Regions from separate parts of the Sus scrofa genome. Here region 1 is linked to region 2. The links are chromatin contacts, called in public promoter capture Hi-C maps. All regions are on one chromosome and are shown on one strand. Each heading gives the region's core, a stretch centred on a gene start, on an enhancer-like site or on the middle of the called end of the contact. The rest is flanking DNA. Distances are from core to core; before and after follow the strand shown.

What was found. Promoter capture Hi-C pulls out the DNA fragments that hold promoters and counts their contacts.
Region 1: a promoter capture Hi-C map of liver shows a contact between it and region 2, with 4 times the contacts expected there. The contact joins the promoter of PPP6R3 here to the enhancer-like site in region 2. A contact is called at or near these places in 1 of 5 promoter capture datasets (liver), 8 of 47 Hi-C or Micro-C datasets (embryonic fibroblasts, fetal heart ventricle, heart right ventricle and 2 more) and 1 of 2 datasets of contacts at active chromatin or transcription factors (skeletal muscle).

The regions. Positions count from the first base shown.
Region 1 is chr2:4,520,839-4,525,002 of Sscrofa11.1, reverse strand. PPP6R3 (serine/threonine-protein phosphatase 6 regulatory subunit 3) reads left to right here and starts at 1,582. Exons shown (of 26, transcript XM_021082696.1): 1 at 1,582-1,713. TRNAA-AGC (a tRNA gene) reads right to left here and starts at 1,098; the gene lies at 1,026-1,098.
Region 2 is chr2:4,470,822-4,474,773 of Sscrofa11.1, reverse strand. It overlaps PPP6R3 (serine/threonine-protein phosphatase 6 regulatory subunit 3), which reads left to right. Exons shown (of 26, transcript XM_021082696.1): 3 at 1,794-1,859. The coding sequence starts at 1,803. Among named protein-coding and RNA genes, the nearest start is that of PPP6R3, 51 kb to the left of the region's middle. Within about 2 kb of position 2,118, at least 5 of the 83 cell types and tissues checked have an H3K27ac peak or open chromatin away from gene starts, as enhancers often do. A contact at or near this core is called in liver, where this site is marked.

The DNA of each region.
Region 1 (4,164 bases), core at 333-2,832, 51 kb before region 2:
TTCCAGACAAGGGGCTGCCAGTGTATGCCACAGCCACAGCCACACCAGATCCTTAACCCACTGAGTGAGGCCAGGAATAGAACCAGTGTCATGCATCCTAGTCGGATTCTTAGGCCCCTGAGCTACAACAGGAACTCCCTGCCTCCCCTCCTTGGGCCTGAGAGGCCATCTCTGCCCAAGCCAGTGTCACGGGAGAGACCTGCTGGCAGGCAGACCTCCCTGCCCCGAGCCCTCATTCTGACTCTCCCCTGAGCACCGGTGCTGGTGATTTCCCCCTAGGCAGGGTGGCACTGGTCTCAAGGCCCGGAGACCCGGTCACTTCGGACACTTCCTCTCCCGCCCCGTGTCTCTCTCAGAACAACCCAACCTGTTCCAAGGCCCCACCTTGGGGTCTCAGGTCTCCGGGAGTTAGCGCAGAGCTCTGCTCTCGCTGTCCTGAGGGTCGGATTGCCTCCGGCTCAGGAAGACCCCACCACTCTGTGACTGGAGGAGTCTGACGTCAGAGCCGGGACCCTCTGCTCCCCACGCACCCCCGCAGGCTGGGCATAGACTAAGTGCACACTAGGGCTGCCCACGAGCACTAGTGCCCCTAGCACTCTCTCCCCCGCAGCGGGCCCCGCAAGCCTCCCCCCACCGCATGCAGTTGATTTACACGTGACCATACACGGCGTTTTGCCGGCTTTTAGGAAGGAGGCCGCATCTCCAAGCGTCGGCTCTCTCTGGGGTGGCTCTCTTTAGGAGCAGGGGGCGGGGGGAGATGGCTGAGTGGGCTGTCTCGGGGAGGGCGGGGAGTGGCAGGGCGCCAGAGGAGAATTTTGGGAGAAGCTCGCGTGTCAATCCTTCCGCAAGGCAAAACGAGGACTCCTATCTTCCCGCAATCTGGTCCCTCGCGGAGGCTGGGGAGTCGGCGTAAGCTGTATGGGACTCCCCACCTTCACTCTGATAGACTCCCAGTGCGGGCACCCAGGGAAAGGAGCGTGACTTTGACCAGGAAAGTCCCACACCCCCCTTCTAAAAGTCTACAGTGGAGAATGCGGGCATCGATCCCGCTACCTCTCACATGCTAAGCGAGCGCTCTACCACTTGAGCTAATTCCCCAACCCTGGCTAATTTCCGCCGCCGAAACACATTGTGGCTCACGTCATCACCGGTTTCCTTCAGGCCCTCGGGCCCGCCTGCCCGCCCTCCGGTCTTGGTACCCCATTGGTTCCCTTGCAGTTCCCATCTCTATGGCCATGATTGGTTTGGCTCATTTTAGTTTTAAAAAGCATTGGCTATCGGATTGGTGGTCCGAAGCGTCGGTCAAGCGGAGGCCCTGCTGTTGCTACGGCGTAGGGGGACCCAGCCAGGTTTCTCTCGGTTTCTGATTTGTTTCTCCAGACTCCCGGGTCCTAGAGGTTCCGGAACCGTCAAGTCCATGGGAAAAGGATGAGCCCCTCTCGCTTGACTGACGAGGTCTGCCAGCCAATCGGCGTGCGTGCAACGGGGCCGCAGGGTGATCCAATAGGTTACAGGGGGCGGGAGAGGGAGGCCAATGAGCGCGGGACTGGGGGCGGGGCCAGGGCCATGATTGGCCGTGAGGCGGCCGGAGGGAGGGCGGGGGGAACTCAAGGCCTGCTTGATACGTCCGCCATTTTGGGCGCTTCGCTGATGGTGTCGGTGAGCGCGTTTCCCGCCTGAGCGCAACTAGCGGCGAGTCGCGGGCACCTCCAGGTAATGAGGGGGAGGGGGCGGCGGAGCGGGCCGTCGCGCGGGGTGCGCGGCGCGCGGGCGGCGGGGCGGCCCCTCCGCCCGGCCTCGGCGGCGCGGGGAGGGAGCGTCCCGGCCCCCTCCCCTCCCCCCCGGAATTCGCCGCTCCGCGGCCGGGGAGGCGCGGCGCCCCGGCTCCGGGGCCGTCCCCGCCCGCGCCTGTCAGCCGCCCGGCTCGCCCGCTGCGGGCCGCGGGGGCCGCGCCGGGCCGGGCGCCGAGGCGGGACGAGGGCCCGGCGGCGAACTTTGCGCCCGCGCGGACGTCCGCGGCCTGGCGCGGCGGCGACCGGGCGCGCCCCTAGCCCGGCGGGGCCCGCTCCGCCCCGGCCGGCGGCCCCGAGCGCCGCCCGCCGGCCCCGGAGAACTTCGCTGGGCGCGGGCCCCGGAGCGTGTCAAGTTAAGGCGGCCGCTCGCCGGAGCCTCGCGAAGGCCATTGTTGGACTCCGCTCTCCGGGAAACAAGTTCTGTGGGTTTCTGCTCCTTCGCCGCAGAGTCATCGGAATACGCAGAGCCGGGCCCGGAGTATTTAAATCTCCTTCCGAGCGATTTTTTTTCCACTCCGGTGCTGCGACTCCAGCGTAGACCTGGTCGCGAAGGTCTCCCTGGCGAATATGAGCTTGCGGGGGGCTGGGGGGTGGTCCTTCTTTCGGCAGCAAGAACCTCCCTCTTAAAGAAGCTCTCTCGCCGTTAACTTGGAGGGGTTTCCTCCTCCGTCCCGCCTGCTCTCGGCACAACTTGGACCCTTGGTTGTGCGTAGACCGAGCGAGTCCTTGGAGGTCCCTGTGTGTCCTGACGTCTCAGCCTCAGAGCTTCGTGCAGTGCTCTCGATTCTTACTTTCTCCGTGGGTCGGGTCGAGCTTTGTTTATATTTTGCTTTTATGGGAGGGGCACTTTCGTCCTCGCCGCACTTGTTAACGAGGCTCTTGTCGTATTTTGTGAACGGGAGGCTTACTTGGGTTTTGTCCTCAAGGTCAAGTTGCAGGTAGGCAGCCAGTGGGAAAGCGAGTCCAGGTTTCCAGCCGCTGGAGTCTCCTAAGTGGTGCTGGTGCCTGCGCTCTCTTTGCTCTCGAGTTAGACTGCCTGGTTTCACATCTTGGCTTCATCACTTTCTTCACTGCTGCTTCTGTAACTGTGTCTGCCTCCTGAGTTTGCCAGGAGTAAATGAGTTAATACGTGTAAAGCAGCTACAAATGGTGCCTGGCACGAAGAATCAGCTTAGAAATTAATGGCTATTATTAGGTTTGATGTTTTAAATATTTATATACCATTAGGAAGGTAAATGAGTGTTTTCAGTCCTGGCTTTGGGCGAGTGTCTTTAGAAAGGTCTGTGTATTTAGAGTCATTTGGGCTGAGACAGTGACCTGGAAGTGTATTGTAATTTTTTTCAGGGGAGGAGTGGTTGAAGATTCGTTAAGTTGCAAACGTTTCCTGGAGTAATGAGCCCTGGTGCTTCAGAATGGTTAGTTTCAGAGATGGTTAAATAGGGAAAAGCTCCCCAGGAGCTCCAGTTGGATTCTCTTCCTGCTGTACTTTTGGATACTACTTCTGAAGTGTGATTGGCCCCCAAATCAATAGCTCCCGAGCTTCTCAGGGTACTCTTGGTTCTTACCGAGGCTCGGGAGGTTCCTGTGTGTTGAACTTCACTGTGTATGTGCTTCAGTGACGATAGTTTGGGCAATAACTGTTTTCCCGGAGGGGTGCTTTGGAAGCTGTTTTATATCTCAGTATATCTGATCAGGGAGTCTAGAATAGCTAACAAAATGCCATCCACTAAGTCACACATGTACTCCCAGGCTTTTAATTCCTGCCCTGTGCTCTTCTCTCTGGTGCTGGAACCACGCTCGCCTCCCCCCGTGTTCCTTGCCTGGGACCGGGCTGCTTTGCTGCACAGGCAGTGTCACTCGGGTGGACTCAGTCTTAAGTGGAGAGGGGCGTCTTGCGGGTGTAACTCACTGAAGATCAGGAGGGAGACTGCTTTAGACAAGAAACCGAGCTTTGCATAAAGTATAGCAAAACAAAAACTTTCTGGTTTCAATTAACGACTTGGGAATTTGAGAATCAGACCATAACAGGGCAGAAAATGAACAGTGATGAAATGAAGACTCAACAAAGGTGAGGTTTGCTTCTTAAAGATAAATTTTTGCATTGATTTGGTACAAAGATAATGCGCTTGTTACAGAGAAGACCTCTTTCTTCTTAAAACAGTATTTGTCAGGATTAGTGTTTAGTTTGCTTCTGTGATAACCTTGGATCTTGTGGTTTTATATTTTAGATACTGAGAGGCAGCCTGAGTATATATTGGTCTACACTTTTACAACTTTTTATTACTCTAAGGAAGAATGATACTGACAGTGAAGTTCTAATCATCCGCTCAAGTAAAACTCAGCGTTGAGTTTATTTCATAAAAGCACCAGG
Region 2 (3,952 bases), core at 869-3,368:
ACAAACAAACAAAAAACACAAAAAACAAAAGAGAAAAGAGAGAACCTGAGATAAAAAATGAGAGAACCTGAAATAAACATTGCAACTCGCATTTAAAAAAAAAAAAATCTCTTTGCCGAGTTCCTGTCTTGGCTCAGCAGAAATGAATCTGACTGGCATCAGTGAGTACACAGGTTCGATCCCAGGCCTCAATCAATGGGTTAAGGATCCGGCATTGCCATGAATTGTGTAGGTTGCAGATGTAGCTCAGATCCTGCATTGCTGTGGCTGTGGCTGTGGTGTAGGCCGGCGACTGCAGCTCCAATTGGACCCCACATGCCGTGGCTGTGGTTCTAAAAAGACCAAAAAAAAAATCTGTTTGCAAATGTCGTCTGATCTTCCCAGTGCCGAGCTGTGGTAAGGTTTTACATGTTTCGTCTTCGAAAGTGTCTTTATACACACAGGTACCGCCACGTTCTGTCCTCAGCCCACAGACACACATGGTTTCAGTTGAGCGTGTTCATCTATCTCTTGGTGGGCGCGAGGCTCTTCTGGAATCCGCTGGAGTCTTTCTTCCCTTCCGCACGCCCTGCATTGCGGGTTAGTCCTCTCCAGCTGAGGTCGGGGGAAAGCCTTCATTCCCTTGATCACTAAGGGGACTTGCACTTCACACTCGGCATTCCTGAAAAACGTGTTTAACTCTAGTTTGGAAATACATTGACTGCACTTTGTATGGGAATGGGAGTTTCACTTCGTATTTTAACTTCAGATAGCGCTTCAGCAAAGGTGAATGTCCACAGCCATTCCTGTTCCATAGCAGTGGTTGAGGGCTGTGTTTCTCATTCTGAAAAACTGCAGAATTTTTGGCCCTAAGCTCCAAAAAAATAGCTAAAAACTTGACCCCTGCTAAGCCATTAAGCTGCAGTTTGGTAGGACAAGTCAGGAGACAGAGATGGCTGAGCAGGTGAAGTTCACTGCTGACATTGCCGGTCCAGTGGCTAATGAGGGATCAAAACCTAAAGCAAAACAAAACGAAAAAGCCAAGTACCTGCTGACGAAAACAGAGAGAATAACCATAAGCTTTAAATACTTCGCCTATTCACTAGTTTTGTGAATTTGTCCAGTGAAGCCTTTTTTTCCCTTCTACACGCAGTTTTACCACCATCAGTCATCTGCAAGTCATGGCAGATTCTGTTGCGTGTATTAGTGATTTCGTCTTTTCTCAGCTTCTCTGAAAAAGAAAGAAAAAACAAATACATGGCCGGACTTCCCTCTCTCGGCCTTTGTCGGCCTACAGCGTCTGTTGAAAATGTACTTGCCACAGCTTAAGTTTCCTCTCCTCTGCTGTTTCCGACTTCGATTCAGAATGCTTTGTTTCTCTGTACTCTTTAATCTTGGATATAGCTGTTTAATGTACCTTTATCTCTAAAAACACTGGCTCCTTCTTTGCTTCTGCAGCAAGCCTGCACCGCTCTGCCGTGTATTCACACATGGCTCTTTTAGACCTGGCCTTGTGTTGCCTAAGCCTTTCTCAGTGCCTTCTGAAAGGCTCTTTCTTCTCGCCAACAGGACCCTCTCCCGTCTCTGAATCTCCAGAGCTCCTGGCTCTACCGTGTTCTTCAGTGCTTGCAGGTGTAGTTCTCCTGGCGAAGTAGTTTTTGCTTCTGGATCCCTGGCTCAACCCTACCAATCTCATAAGGCCCAGCTTAGGCCTTGTCTATAATGAAGCCTTTTTGCCAGGCTCCCCTTCCTTGAGCTCCCTCTCTACACGACAAGCTTGGAGTTAATGCCTTTCATTTTCTGTATTTTCCCAGTTGTGTTGCATGCACCCTGGAAGGAGGTGGCCCCATTTATCATGTTACTCTGTGCTCCTCAATGCGGTGCGTATTAAATGGTTTCGGCTCCCTGTTTACTACTCTCAAAGGAAAGCTGAAATTTCAAAGAATTTACAAATTAAAATTGGGAAAGAGTCCGGAACAGCTGGATGGTAGAAACCTGACTGCTTTTGATTTGTTCTGTGGACGAAGCAGTTGCAGAGCAAATACAGTGAGACTGGCTCTGCGTTTGTATTGCCCTTGCCTCTAGAGAAACCCGTTGTCTCCGACAGACACTGTGCTCACTGACTCGAATGGTCTGGCCTTTGGGTTGGGGGTGGGGGGCGATGGTGTGGAACGGATTCCTTTGCTAAAAGCGGAGACGCCGCTCTGGGTAGACTTTCTGGTCCTTCGTGAGCCTTTCCCTTAGCCCTTAAAGAGAGCTGCCTTCTGAGGCCAACTCTCCGTCCTCCTCTGCTTTCCACGTTTCTGCCTCTTCCGCCTCTCGGTGTGAAAATTACGTTTGCCTGGGCATTGAGCTCTGCTGTTAGGGGAAGAGTTTATTGTTCGCTTAACCCAGAGCAGAGTGACTGCATTCTCCTGTGTAGAGATACTTTCCTCGCGGTCCCCTTCCTAGTGGCGTGTGGCTTTCAGTGTACAGAGTAAGCAACCACCAACCCTTCTAGAGCCCAACAGGCTCCCGTTTTGGTCTTGCCAGATGCCACCCAGGTGTCCTGCATACCTGAATCCAAGCCCAGGGGTCCTGGGACTCCAGGTGTCTGGACACTGGCAGTAGTAGGTGAGCCAGTAAGAGCAGCCTTTCAGCAGCTCAGTTAGTTCCGTGCATCCTGTTCCCAGGCAGAGGTGTGGGGTACATGTGCCTGCTGCTTGTAGAATAAGCAAGTTGTTTTGCATTTAAATGGCGTCCATGAAGACTCAGTTACCTCCAGGATGAGTGGGGAGCTTAGTTTTTGTTTTTGACATTCATCAAACATAAATGTTTCCCAGCATGTTTGAGTGGCTTAGGCTTTTTTTCCTTCTTCATGATATTTTTTGGATTTTTTTTTTTTTTTTGCTTTTTAGGGCCACTCCCACGGCATATGGAGGTTCCAGGCTAGGGGTCGAATTGGAGCTGTTGCCACCAGCCGCAGCCACAGCCAACGCCAGATCCGAGCCACATCTGCAGCCCCAGCCACTGCAAGCTGAGCCGCTGCAGTTGGATTCTTAACCCATCGCGCCATGCGAAATGCCCAGAAACTGTTTTCGTAAGACCCCTCGCCGTTTCCCTGCCCACGAGAGCGTGGGAAGTGCTGGCGTAAAGCTCACTGATTTCCGAGGTGAGTGTGCCGACTGCCCCGGGGCTCCCGGTTGTTGAGGGCCTGTGCATTCCAGCTGATCCCTGGCCTCCTCTCAGTTCCTCACAGGCAGTTTGCTTGGTGAGGATAATGAGGCTTTGAGAGGGGAGTGGTTTTCCTGAGGCCCCAGGGCCAGGCGCTTGTGGAGCTGGCATTGGAATCTGGGTCTCTTTAGGGCTTAATCGTCCTAATAAGATTTGAGGAGAAAATGATGTTTATTTGATGAAAGCAGGGGGTTGTAGGCGGTTTACATGAACCGCAGTTGGGCCCTGGGGACCACACTCTACCAGCAGTGCCCTGGCGGATTCGATCAGGGGACTGGCGGGCTTCCTGTGCGTCTTGCCCACGATGTATGAACCGCATGGCTGTTCCTGTCCCGTGTCACAGACAGGGTAGCACCTTTTCTTACAGGGTGTCACTGCTTTTGAAATAAAGATACTGTGGCCTAGATTTTGCTTTCAAGAGGGAAGCATATTTTAGTCATTTTTGAGGACCTTTCATTAAAGTTATTGAGCCAAGAGGAGCAGGCTTATGGGTCCCTAGGTCCTATTGTATGCATGTGTGGTGGTAATTTTCACTTGTATCTTAAGTTACAGGGAAGGCAGAGCATGGCAGAGGTTGTCCTCTGTGGAGTCAAGAAACAGTTAACTCCTGCCCACATACTCTTCAGCCTTTTTGGAGAAAACCTGATTTTCAAGCTGTCTGATCCAACTTAGAAAACAACTCTAGGATTTTGCAAAGAGATGGAGGGTAGATGGATTTTACCATTTCTCTCTTTGTCAATATTGATTGAAAAGCCTATGA